2 separate regions of the Mus musculus genome follow, and region 1 is linked to region 2. A link is a contact called in public Hi-C data. All regions are on one chromosome and are shown on one strand. Each heading gives the region's core, a stretch centred on a gene start, on an enhancer-like site or on the middle of the called end of the contact. The rest is flanking DNA. Distances are from core to core; before and after follow the strand shown. Region 1 has its middle 8.5 kb from the start of Gm30549. Region 2 overlaps Fars2 (phenylalanine-tRNA synthetase 2 (mitochondrial)).

Region 1 (6,803 bases), core at 3,721-6,220, 530 kb before region 2:
AGAGGGGCAGCTATGTGAGGCCCCAGGATGGTATTTGGAGTGTGCCAGGAAAAGAGGTGACAACATATAGTTATATGAGACCCATGGACCCATAGCTTAAAGCCTTGGCAGCAAAGGCTCTCTTCACTAAAGCATCACTTTGCCTACCCAGCAGAGAAACTGCTGTCTGCAGCCCTGTTCATCCAACAGGAAACCCGAGAAGCCCTTCCAGGAGTCATGGACACTGTTGAAGAGACCTCTCAATTGTCTTCTCTTACAATGTAAATGGAAACTGTGATTCTTATTCCTTGCTGCCTCATATGCATCCTTGGAACCTTGATTCATGACCCAACATTTACCCCATGGGTCTCAATGTGGCATAAGGATTGGGCTTTATTTAAGGAACAATTGAACCAACAGCTCCCAAATAAAGTCACACAAATCGTCAGCATGGGGAGAGGAAAATACACAGAACCCAGATGGGCTCCTGAGAATTCAGGAAAAGAGACATGGTACATTTAAGATGCATCCATTAAGTGGACATTCCCAGAGAACAGATCAACAAAAAAGACATAGAGGGATGGATGGCATCATGAGAAACTCACAAAAGCAGAGTGAGCACAGGGGCCCCCTCATGCCATCTCTAGTCCACAGTTTTGACCTCTACAGTTTCAGCTACTTGAAGTTTACTATAGCATAAAAATATTAATCTGGGGCTGTGGAGATGCCTCAGGGGAAAAAAGTGTTTGTCATACAAGTAGGATGACCTTGCATAAAGCCAGACATGGTAGTACATGTCTATAAGCCCAGGATACCTACTGCAAAGTAGGAGGTAGAGCCAGGAGAATCCCTAGGAGCTTGAAGGTCAGTTAACCTGGTGAACACAGTGACCAACAGGAGACACCACCCCCTTCCCAGCATCTCAAGTAAGGTGGAAGGCCAAGACCAACACCAAGGAGGTCAGTAGGCCTCAACATGCATACCATGCCTCACATGTAAACATGAGAGACAGAGACAGAGACAGAGAGAGAACTTGATCTCAATCTATGTCTTAAATTGAGGATTGTTATGAATGGCATAAAGAAATCAGCTGCTACCCTCTTCTACCATACCTGGGACCTGAAGCATCTTCCCCCCAACCCCCACCCACTGTATCTTTTCTTTATGTGCTCCCCATACAGTGGTCATTTTTTGTTGTCAAATTGCCCTACAGCTCATTCTGCTTAAGCAACCTCTGCTTAATAATAATCCCAAAGTGCCGAGCAATGCTGCTCTAATTTTAGCATAATATTTTTAAACTTTGTGTGTTGTGTTGCTATTATTAGTTAATATTGATGTCATATTGTAGCTAACTGATAGGATAATAATTGTTATAGGTATATAGAAAGAGGGAAGAGCAGTACAACAGAGCTTAATACTAGTTAATTTCAGGTATCCAATGGGGATCTTAAAGCAAATTTCCTTTGGATACTGAAGGGCTGCTGTATATAAAGGGGGAATAGGTAGAGCATACATAAACACACAATGCAACTTCTTTCCCAAGACCAACAGATTACCTAATGGATCGACTCGTTTCACCCAAGACAGTTTTGGATCTCCTTAGGGACCTAGTACAGAAAGTAGGCATAAAAACTGAGCAATTAATTACAACAAATCATGAAGAAATCTATTTAAAATAGCATTTAGCATATGTACAATTTTACCATTCATTGATGATTAAAGTGGCATAGTAGTGAGTTTTCAGAGTCTATTGATATTTTTAATCTTATAGTTGTCAATGGTGATAATAGTGAGTCATATGAATATGTAGTACATACAACAGGGCAGGGGTATGCTTAGGGTCATTTCTGAAATTATTGGAAATTCTTCTCTGATCACAAGTCAAATTTCACTAAAAAAAAGTGTGTGTGTGTGTGTGTGTGTGTGTGTGAAACTCAAGTCCATAATTCAGACATCAATGTTTAAAACCAAACACTCTAATACAATACAGTACAATAATATTCTGACTTGACATTTATGTGCTGAAGAAAAACAGTGGGAACCTATTAAAAAGTCTTTGTTTTCCCTCATCACACCATTATGTTTTATAAGGGCAGAAAATACTATATAGAAAATGAAGACACTGAAGGTTATCACAACCTGGTCTGGAATCTGACTCAAGATGCTCCAGGACACCTTTGTTGGCTTTCTGAGGTATGATGTCACATACATTGCAAAATGCACATGCTCTGTGTCCATAACCAAGATTATATTGAAGCTGTGTGACCCAACATAGATGAGTGTGACCAGAAACTTCTCAGATCTGATTTCAAATGAATTGTTGGCCATCGTCGTAAACCCAGAAGCCTTTTAGTCTTACTAAATTTTTCATAATCCCATGAAGAGTCTTGACCCACAGCTTAATAGACTCAAGAAGCTGTGATCTATGTGACCAGTCAGGCTAGCACATTGCCCACAGGTCAAACTTGTGAGAAGTGGGGCTGCTAACATCTCTCTTAACAAATAAAAAACCTCTGAAGCAATTGGTGCAAGTTGGATAGTACTTTCTTATTTTGTACTACTTAAACATTAGAGTCATCCAGAGACAGTCCCACAGAAATGACACACTTACAATGGCAGAGGAGAGGCCCTGCTTATTATACTAACTACACTGTGTGCAGTCTCCCAGGGAAACAGCCTCAGAGGCATCAGGACATACCATCACCCTTTTATCCCTGAAGGCTTTCCTAGTTTCTGGCCTAATTTTGAATCAGTATCAGAATGTAGGGATAGCAGACTCTCTTGCTATCATACAGCAAGCTTGGGATGAGTAGGCTGCTTGTCCCCCTTTGCTCGTTCTTCATCTATCATTGTAGAAACTACATTCCCAATTCATTTGAGCAGCATCAAATGCAAGGTCTCCACTGTCACCTCCTCCAGAAAGTCTTCGCTCTTCTCTCCCTGTCCACATCTTCATGGCTTTCTCCCAAGTGTATGACCTCATGTTATCCCAGACAGTAACAAGCGACCTGGTGTACTCACTCCATAGTGTTCCCACCTTCCCTGTCTCAGCTGTTATTTGATATCTTTAGAGTGCATTTAAGAACATGGTGTAATTGGTCTTGCCATACTATTTTCTTGTTGTCTAACTTGAGTGTGCTCCATATCTTCCCATGATACTGAAAATTTCTCATTGACTCTCTTAGAACAGTGCTGCTCCCAGTAGATACACTGGTGTAGCTCCAGAACCCTCTTGGGTAATCTTATCAATGGAGATAAACTGAGTCCTGGTTCTGATCTTTTCAATCAGAAAGTCTCCAATGATCTGCATGCATGCTGTAGTTTGGGAGGTTCTGCCCTACTACCTCTGGCATTGTTCTGGGGTCCTAGAATTGCTCAAATACTTGCAGAATAGATTGATTGCTTCCCTTTGAATGAGCCAAAGCTTCAAACAGAAGCATCACCTTTGGTCTTCAAGGACTAAATAAACACAACAGAAGGAATATTTCTTTGGCCTGAGAACACAGGGTAAAAAGCACTGAGAAACAGTTCCTCCCACACATTCAGCCTTCACACACAGACTTCAAGGAGGGGAGATGGTGATGGTCTGTGAACACTGAGTTAAATACTAGCAAATTCACAGTCTTAACAGTAGTGCCGAGCTGTCTACCAGATGGGAAGTCTTGCAAGATAAAGGATGCTAATAACCATGGGAAGGGCTTCTTCCTAAGCAGGGGCTGCATCAAAAGCAGGACACAATTGACTGAAGAAGTCTCAGGTACCTTTGAGCCAAAACAATAACTCTAACAAACCCCTGAGGTATGCTGGCAACGTGACAGATGGAAACAGAACACAGCCTAAATTTGCTTTCTTTCCTCTTTAAACATGGCAATGGATGCAAACTCTGCACATTGCATACATACAGGGCAATACACAAAAACAAATTGGAGAACTCAGGAATAGAAAATTATATTGGGGGATGAGCTTCCATGCAGATTATAGAGAATATGTGGCTCGCAATCACTATAGAAATAGTATATAAACTTCCTGTCTATTTGCTTTAAGGAAGTACACATGACTGGCTTCCTCCTCCTCCTCCTCCTCCTCGTCCTCTTCCTCCCTGACTCTCCTTTGTCAGAAAACACATGGCGTTGACAAAAATAATGACATCTGAAACTAGCTAAACTAATCTACAAGGAACAGAGACTCCTGGTCACCATCACCTCTGTACGTCTATCATTCTACATCATGGATTTTCTTGAACAGTCCATGGAGCCTGCTGGGAAAGGGTTACAAGGACATTTCTAAAGCACTATAGCAACTTAGTGGTTGTGCTAAAGTATCCAGAGATGTTCTAAAACCAAGTCCAGGCTACAGCTGGAATAAGGACAAAACTCCTGTGTTCCAGTGGGCTCATATCATATATAACCAAAGGGCAGATTTCATTTTCAACAGGACCCACCTCTGCTTCCCAGATACCAAACTTTTTTAAGACTCAAATGGAGATTACAAAATAGTGTCAAGGTCCTGCTGTTATCAAGGCTCTGGACACAATGACACTGCTGTGAGCACTTTGGTCACAAATCCAGAGAAGAGCAGAGTATGAATTCCAATAAAGCCCGATCTTCCTTCCCAAGGAAAAACACATTTAAAAGTTTGCCCCAAGATGTATGCCCAATGTTGGTGAGAAACCTGGTAAACATATTAACACCACCTTAAAATATGACTTGTGTCCTAAGAACTATCTCGGCAATTAGATACGGCAGTGCAGAGTAAAGAACTAAAAGCCAATTATAGGTCCCCTGGCTCTGAGGAAACTTCATAAAAAATTAATGCTGAGTGAAATAGAAACCATCTGCACTTCAGCTGGCAAACATGTGGGATGCATTGTGACAGCCAAGGTCCAGAAACAGAGAACATTTTCCATTATCGTTTGTTAGGCTGGGAAGGTCTTCAGTCTTAGCTTCTGATTGTGCTGCAAAGTGTTTCCAGCTTAGGAACATGTCAGGAAATGAGGATCGGAGTGAGGTTAGCAGCTGACTGTTGTATTGGGAGCAAGCGTGTGTTCTTATGTACTCTGGGTGGCAGAGGTGGTCCAGAGGATGTGAGCAGAAGTCTAAAAAGACAAGGCTTGTGGGTGGGAGACTTAAGGGTTGGGGACTCTCAGATTTATGGTGAATGTTCATCTTCCTCGCTGTTAAGCTTGAGAACTAGTTGGAGCCTAGAAAGGACAATCTCTCACAAGTCCCTGATGTGTTAGTCACCTTTCCATCACCTTGACAAAATGCTTGACATGCACGACTTGAAAAGGTGAAAACTTGATGTTGGCTCACGGTTTCAGAGGATTAAAGACCACTAACAGCTAGTTAATTTGTGTTGGAGCCCAAAGTGAGGCAGTACAGCATGACAGGAAACCACTTATCTCATGGCAGCCAGGAAGCAAAGAGTAAGAGAAAGAACTTGGATCCTCATATCCTTCCAAGACACAGCCCCATGTGACTTAAAGTCCTTTCATGTGGTCCCATCCCCTAAATGTCCCATTGCCTCCACAATAAGGCCTTAGCATTGAGACCTTTGAGAAGTACTTAAGATCCAAAGCATCTCACTCTCCTCCCTATGCAGCAGAGATATGATGAGTGGTCTTAGTGAGATTTAAGCAGAAGGCATGAAAGGGTTTTGTCGAGTGCAAGGCACTGGGCATCTGGAGTACCGACACTTTACAATGCATCTGGGGTACCGACACTTTACAATGCGTCATGACTGTTTTCTAGTATCAAATTAAAGACTAGAAAGGCAGTTTTTTCCTTCTCTTTCTGTCTCTCTGACTCTCCTCCTCCTCCCCCCTCTCCCCCGCCTCATGGCAATACTAGAAAAGCATGGGTTTAAGTGAACCAAAACAATTCTGATTTCTTTTCTTTTCTTGGGGCTGGTCATCTCTGATATGCATTATGTATACAGTCTTAATATTTGTAGGCCTCACATCTGGGGAGTCCACATCTATCTATAACTGTCCTCCAATCAAAAATATTCTTAAAAATTGTGTCTGCACCACAGTCATTTTTCTTGTCATCCCCTAAAATTACAGAGTAACAACTCTTTCCATAGCATCTGCATGATAAGAAGTCTTATAACTCATCTGAAGGTGATTTAAAGAACACAGACTGCACAGAAGCTCTGTGCAAATACTTAGGCACCCCCCATTTTTGCTCCTGATTTATTTTTATCTATAAGGTTTCTTATCATCTTATCCATTATAAAATTTTACCCTCTTATTTTCCATATTTATGAGAATTTCATACACGTGTGCAGTAAAATATGATTATGTTCCCTAGCACACCCCTCCCAACATCATGACCTCTTTTTGATAACCCACTAAATCTACTTGATGCTGCTTATGTGGCACTATTTGTGGCTATACCCTGGGACTTGAGCATCTGTGGATCTTGGCTTTGAGAAGAATATATCAGAAGAAATTTTTGTGAATACCAAAAGACTACTGTGATATGTACCAAATTCATGTACATGTATAATATGTGCATTTATAAACACAAATGTTTATATGCATATAATTTATCTTATAAAATTCCTACATGATGAAAGGGCTATCTGTATGGAAACAAAAATATATAGTATAAGACAGGTAGGTAGATAGACAGATGGTTATATTAGATAGATAGATAGATAGATAGATAGATAGATAGATAGATAGGATAGATATATGTAGATACATACATAGATAGATGGTAGATACATACATAGATAATGGATGATAGATAGCTGATAGATCCATATATAGATAGACCACTGATGGATAGAGATAGATAGATAGATAGATAGATAGATAG
Region 2 (6,821 bases), core at 745-3,244:
GTGGAAGCCAGACAAGAAGCACGGGCGGCAAGACGAGGGAGGGAGGGAGACAGCTCGATGTTACTTCCAAGGACAGGACCGAGAGCTGCCAGGCTGTGGGAGAATGGAGAAGCACCTGACTTTGTAGTTGAGAGAAAGCTGGTTCCAATTCCCGTTCTCTTTGCTGTGAGATCTAGGGCCCCTGCATGACCTCTTGTGCCTTGGAGTTCTTGCCTATGAAGCAAGACCTCCATTTCCTTCTTCTATCTCTGAGGACTAGATGGACACACTATACAGCAATTATTTCAGAGCCTGCCCATCAAGAGTGGATTATCTACTCAGTGGTGGGGACACATTCCAAGACCACAGTGACTGCCCAGTACCAGCAATAGCAACAAACACTATAGATACATTTTTCTAAAGTATGACTGGGGTACCTGTGATGAAATTTGATTTAAATTTAAAGTTTAAGTACATGAGAGGCGAACCCCCCCCCAACCCTCACCCCTCACCATCTGAGGCAGATGGAAGAGCTTGTCCCAGTGAGCTGTCCCGGATGGGGTGTGGGTTAATTGCTGGAGGGTATCAGTGAGGGAGAGCTGACCCTATCACTTCTCTGCTATGAAGTGGTCTTGGATGGGGGAAGATGCCTTCCACCCCCTCACTACTGAAGGCAGACAGGAGAACTGACCCTAGGAGAGAGTGTAGGAGAGCTGGTTCTACAACTCACCTGTCAAGAGGTGGCATGGGTCCCTCCCCCTTCCTATGAGCAATACTGAGAGCTGGCCCAGAGGAGAACTAGCTCTGCCCCCTCACTGGCTGTAGTGCTCTGGAGAGCTGGCCCTGATGGTGAAGTCAAGGGTGAGCCAGCTCAGGGGGTGTGAGAGTAGGAGAGTTGGCCCAGCCCCTTGCAGGCTACAGCACTTGGAAAAGTGCTCCCCACAGCCCCTCCTGCTATGACTGGGCAGCACAGTGGAGTTGTCTCTGGAGGCATGAGTGCTGGTGAGCTGGCCGGAGACCATGAGAGCAGAAGAAATGACCCTGCCTCCTGCCAATGGTGGCATTGGGTGGCCTGGCCAGAACAGTGCTAGAGAACTCACCCCGGTGGCTCACTGACTGGCACAGCTGCCACCAGGCCCATATCCAGAGCTCTGAATTGGCCCACCCCAAAATCTATATCACTTGCAAATGGTTGAGATACGTGAATGGGCCATTCCTGCTTTTCTAAAGCTGCAGGATCTCCATGACGAAGGGCAACAACAGGAGAACTGGGAGGAGTCCCAAGGAGGAGCCAATAGTGATGGTGTCACAGAAACAGAGATCTCGAACCAGACCAAATGATTCATTGTGATGAACATCAGCAAGTGAAGGTGTGTGGACAGAGGGATATATTGTGAGACACACTGTGGCATACTACTACAACTTGCATGATGAGATGTTTTTCGATGTTTTTTGTTTGTTTGTGTTTTTTATTGGGGGCAGGGGAATTCAAGAGCAAAGGGTAGATATTAAGGGAGGGTAGATATTAAGGGATAGGGAGATGTGTAGGGCTGGGGTGCATAATATGATCAAAGAATCAATTAAAATATTTTTTAATAAAAGGATAAAAATAGTAAAATGGAACAATTGCAGTTGCAACTATGTAACAAAAAATTTCCACTGTTGGTGCTCTTGAGCTTTGGGCCTTTATTAAATTAAAGTCTATTTGACTCAAGAACTTATATCACACAGCTGATCTGATATGTGAGAGAACAGCTAGATGATGGATGGGTGGGCAGTGTACATAGCATAGAGATGCTGAACAGACCATGGGCGACATAGCACAAAACTTTATACTACTCCTGGAATTTTAACATTTTGGATTATAGTCGACATCATATAACTAAAACTGCTGGAAGTTAAGCTAACAGGAGTGGGTCCTACTCCTCCGTTGCACACACAATCCTAGCCAGTCAATGTTTAACCTCTTTAATGAATCTGGAATCTGACACTGGTCTGAGGATAGCCAGAGCTATTTCTGACAAAGCATGAAGCACAGACTTGGGCCTGGTCTGAATAAGCGATCCAGACACTAAGTAAACCAGACTACTGCATTTCCTGCTATAAACAATCACAGAGAAAAAATAAAGAAGAAATTCTGGTAATAAGATTTGCTGGGTGGGAGGTGGAGCCCAGGCTCTTGAGCCAGGGCAGTGACAGGCAAGATTGGGTGAGTCACCTTGTGTGGTCTCATTTTCCTTAGCAGTGAGAGGTGGGCTAAGTGAGCTTTAACTTTTTTTCTGGCTCTAATATCCCAAGACTAAACAGGGGGAAGGGAGATTCTGGAGGAATCTAACATCTGCAAAGAATGAAATGGAAGGGCTGAGGCGGGCATGAGGTGATACTGACGTAATGCTGTGAGGGGATACTAGAAGAATGGAGAGCATCAGGCTAGCTTCACCAGCGCAAGTTATTGCTTGGAAGATCAAAGAGTCACCCTCTGTCCAGTGGGTCTCCAGTCAGTCATCCATCAGATACTAAGGCCTTTGGTGCCATCCTCATGCCACCCCTCCCACAGCTGTATCGGTCACTTTTGCACAGCCATGACCAAACACCAGACAGACATAATGGGAGAAAAAAATTGTTTGGTTCATGGTTTCAGAGGGTTTGGTCCATGGTTACTTGGTTTTGTGCATTGGACAGACGGAGGCTTATGTTATGGCAGACAGGAAGTAGAGACAGGAGTTAGAGGAAGGGCCCAGGGCAAGATGTAGCAGAACTACATGGCCAATCTCTTGGCTTACATCACCTTCTAATAGTGTCATAATATAAATATATCAAAAGATTACTGATTAGGTCAGAGCCCTTAGGATACAGTTCCCCAAAAGGCTGGCAACTAAGCCTTCAACACATGAAGCTCTGGAAGACATTTTATATCAAACTGTAACAATAGCAAAGAGGCCTGCCGCCTGAGTTTCAGAACACTTTGTCTTCTTGCCCTAGTGTTCCCTGGAGGCCCTTCAGAGCTGTGCGTTTCTGTAGTTGTCAGCTAGACGAGGAGCTAGCCACAGATAAGTGTCTCCCCGCCACTGCCAAGCTTCCTAGCTCCCAGAGGGATTGCTGTTCCTACGAGTCAGTCATAAGAAACTGGACCAGATGGTTCCTCTGACAGTTTCTGCCTGGAGAAAGACAACTCCCATGCAGGCCGTGATAGAGGCAGGACCAGCAGCTGGGAAAGGAACCAAGCTGGGCCACCCCCACCGGTCCACTCACTGGTCAGCCTCAGTCGGTAACTTAAGAGCTCCGCAGAGACAAATTTTACAGGCAAGAAGTGCTTTTGAACATCAAACACCTGCCAAGTCCTCTGGGAAGTTCAAAGCACCCCCAGTTTTTTTGGGATTTTTTTCCTAACTCTCCCCATAACTTCTGGTACTCTTGAGCAGTGGCTTCTGCCAAGCAGGCATAGGGAGGGAGGTGGAGTCCAGGCCTCCTGCAGGGTGGGGCTGAGTTCTGGATCTTTATCTGAGTAAGACTGAAAATAACTACTTTCAGAAGTCTTTTAATGGTCTCTCTTACTACTGCTTCTCAGCTAGGCTCTGGGGCCAGTTTCTAATCTGATACAGGTTCTTATTCTACAATATAGATACAGACTCTAGAGGTTTTAAAAGACTGACTGAGAAAGAAAGACAAACCAGGGTAATTGTTTCAGACATTTCAGGCTTACTGTTAACAACTGATCTTAAGGTATGCACAGGCAGTGTGACAGAGCCTATAAAGAAGGCCCAGGTGATCACACATGATATATGTGACAGCGTGGATGCACACCTAGGACACAGCATTCAGTGAGACAAACCATAAGCAAAAGGCCAGCACTGTATGACTCTGCTATGTAGAGTGCCTAGGACCCAAATGTACAGACAGCAGAGGCACAGCACTGCCAGTGGCTGGACAGATGTGCGGGTACAGGTGAGCATGGGCAGGTGAGTGGGGGTAGGAGGCACAGAGTTTCAGGCTGGGGAGACGACCACGTTCTAGATATGGATAGAGGTGATGGTCACACAGTGTGCATGTGCTCAATGCCACTGACATGTACACTCAAGAATGGCAGAAATAGAGAATGTCATGTACATTCTACCACAATAAAAAGGAAAATTTAAGGGGTGGTGCCTGAAATAAGCCTAGAATAGGAATTCACATTATACTTAAACCAAAACCCAAACAGAAGAGAATAGTTCTGGATGTCAGTGCTGGTCCACTCTGAGTTCTGCCCTGCTCAATGGAGTGTCTCTGGGATTCCAGACAGAGAAGCCCGGGTGCCCCATCTTATGGAGATGGCTTTTAAAATCCTCCTTTCATAACACAGCAGGGGTTTCTCCTCCTTGAACTTCTTTTCCAATTGTTCTACCATCTTCCAAGCAATCTCCTTACCCTTCTAATAAAGGTGAGGAAATGGCTTATTTTCAACTGTGTGGAAGATTTGGAGGTGATTTTAATTTCCTCCCTGGCCTATATCTGCCAAATTCAAGTCACCAGAGCTAGCTAGCTCTAACTGTGTGTGGTAACATGGCTGCTTCTTGACTGTGCTGACAATGGTCACCAAGTCAGGTGGCAGGTGAGGTGCTACAGTTCCAGCTCCCACTGATCAGCAATTGTTTATTCTGTGCTGCTGGTTGATCAGCAACTATTTATCATGGGCTGAGGTCTGCACTGTGGGAGATACAGACATGTAAATGAATTGCTTGATCAATACATGAATATTCATGCAGTGGCCAGTCTGCCTGCTTTAATGGTAGTGGTAAAATCTCCCAAAGCATTAGAAAGAGGGATGCCACTGCATAATGACATTGTGGTCAGTGACAGACAGACCACATACATGATCATACTCCCAGGAGTCTATCACACAGTGACGAGCATACCCACCTTTATTTATCCGATTAGACTGTATAATGTTTGTATGATAACAAACCATCTGAATACTCATTTCTTAGCACACAACCATGTCATCAGCCACTCCCTGGAAGCAGGCCTTAATGGTTCTTAGTCTTAATACATTGGTAGTGTGACCAGATGCCTGAAGCCCCTGGCACCATGCTTTCCCTGCTGGGAAAAGACCAGGTGAAAAGGAACTAAACCAAAGAAAGGCCCTTGTTATGGGCAGCCTCACTGCACACAGAGGCCAGCAGGCAGTTAGCGTCAGAGCTGACTGAAGGATTGCAGTACTGTGATCTGTTCAGCTCCACCCCATGTTAACCATTTGAGCATACTATAGACATTCCTCAACTCCACTATTCAGAGTAGAATGCCATGTATAGTTTTTATATCCTCAGTGACTGATAAATATTTTAAGAGTCAGGATCACATTTGAAAGAATCACACATTAGTAAAGAAAGGTTTATAGACTTTCCAATGACAATATTTTAAAAAAACAACGATAACAACAAAAAAAAGGGGGTTGGGGAGAGACTCTAGATCTAACCTATAGAGCCATTTCTTCACAGTCAAAAGTCAGAGATCAAGGGGAAGGGGACAAAACAGGGATAATTTTTAGTCAGGGTGAGCATCAGCTATGCTATTCTAGGTTGGAATGATGCAGTCATGGATGGCTTCATTAAGTGTCACTGCACAAGTGACACACTTTATGAACTCAAAGGAGCAAAGATGACAGACCTGAGAGCTCTTCTGACCCATGCCTGTATTCTTCCTACAAAGTGTGATTGCTTCTAGGTCAGTCTACCCAAGGCTTCCCCAGTGTGACCTAAGAGACTGTTCCCCTCATATGGAGCTGACAAATGTGTCCTGTGATTTGTTCTCTTTCCAGGCCATGGGGTTTAGTCTAGTCCCTTTCTTCCATGGCAGTTGGTTATACCCCTTAACTCGTGACCAGCAGAAAAAAGACATAATGATCCTGCCTAGGGTGCATAAGGGTCATCAGGGGTCAAAGAGGAAAGAGATCTTACAGGGAAGGATGGTCTGTGTCATAGGTAACATCACTGTTTGCAGGGTCAGGAATATATTCATCGATTCATCTAATTTATTACTGGACTCATTCTGAAAATGAATAGTGTTCACCTGATCCACTCTGTACCATGTATTCTGAAAAGCGCTGAGAAGCTAAGAGTGGGATACTACAAGCTAGACATGAGCAAGCTCTTGTGGAGCTTCCAGCTTAGTGCAGGAGATAGGTACTAATCAAAGGATTATGAAAAAATGTAAATTACAACTATCTTAAAGGTTACAGAGGAGACGTACATGGTGCTATGAGGCTACATAAAAGGCCCATTAACTTAAAGGTCAGAGAAGGTTCCCTGTGGGAGTGTCAGAGCTGAGACCTGAAGGAGGATGGGAGCCAATGAGGTGTGAGAAACAGGGGTGACAGGCATGGTCAAGCCACAGATAAGGGCCTTGGGACGTGAGAAAAATAAAGAAATAAAAAAGCAAATTCTAATTTCTCATCTTCTGAGTGACAGAGTCCTGCCCAGATCTGTTACTTCCTCCTGTTAAGTGTCCTCGAGGAGAGACTTCTTTCTGCCCATCACACCAGGTCTATCCATGCACCACTGCGCCCAGGTGTCCTAGGTTAGTGGTGTGTGTGTCTGTTTTCAATTGAACTCCCGATCTCTGCCACATGACACTCTAACAACCTGTGAACTCTAAACTAACAGTTCATTAGCATGGTGGACAGTAAAGCTGCTCTAATGTTGGTGACATGAGGACCTCACTCATGCCTGCCCTCTTGCTAGGGGTGGCCTCTTTCCCTGGTCAGATCCCAGGGCCTTCACTGAAATACTTATCAGGCTTTCACCTCAGAAGAAAGCCAGGCTCACACAGGCTTAAAATCCACTCAAGTATTAGGTCACAGATAA

The links. Hi-C and Micro-C count contacts between places; a contact is called where the count stands out from the background.
Region 1: a contact with region 2 is called in a Hi-C map of the N1E-115 cell line, with 3 times the contacts expected there. The contact joins two enhancer-like sites. A contact is called at or near these places in 1 of 39 promoter capture datasets (HPC-7-derived erythroid cells) and 1 of 484 Hi-C or Micro-C datasets (the N1E-115 cell line).

Annotation. Positions count from the first base shown.
Region 1 is chr13:37,059,053-37,065,855 of GRCm38.p6, reverse strand. No RefSeq gene overlaps it. Among named protein-coding and RNA genes, the nearest start is that of Gm30549, 8.5 kb to the left of the region's middle. Within about 2 kb of position 4,970, at least 10 of the 459 cell types and tissues checked have an H3K27ac peak or open chromatin away from gene starts, as enhancers often do. A contact at or near this core is called in the N1E-115 cell line, where this site is marked.
Region 2 is chr13:36,525,029-36,531,849 of GRCm38.p6, reverse strand. The region is part of intron 6 of Fars2 (phenylalanine-tRNA synthetase 2 (mitochondrial)); the gene reads right to left. Among named protein-coding and RNA genes, the nearest start is that of Gm46409, 84 kb to the left of the region's middle. Within about 2 kb of position 1,994, at least 46 of the 459 cell types and tissues checked have an H3K27ac peak or open chromatin away from gene starts, as enhancers often do. A contact at or near this core is called in the N1E-115 cell line, where this site is marked.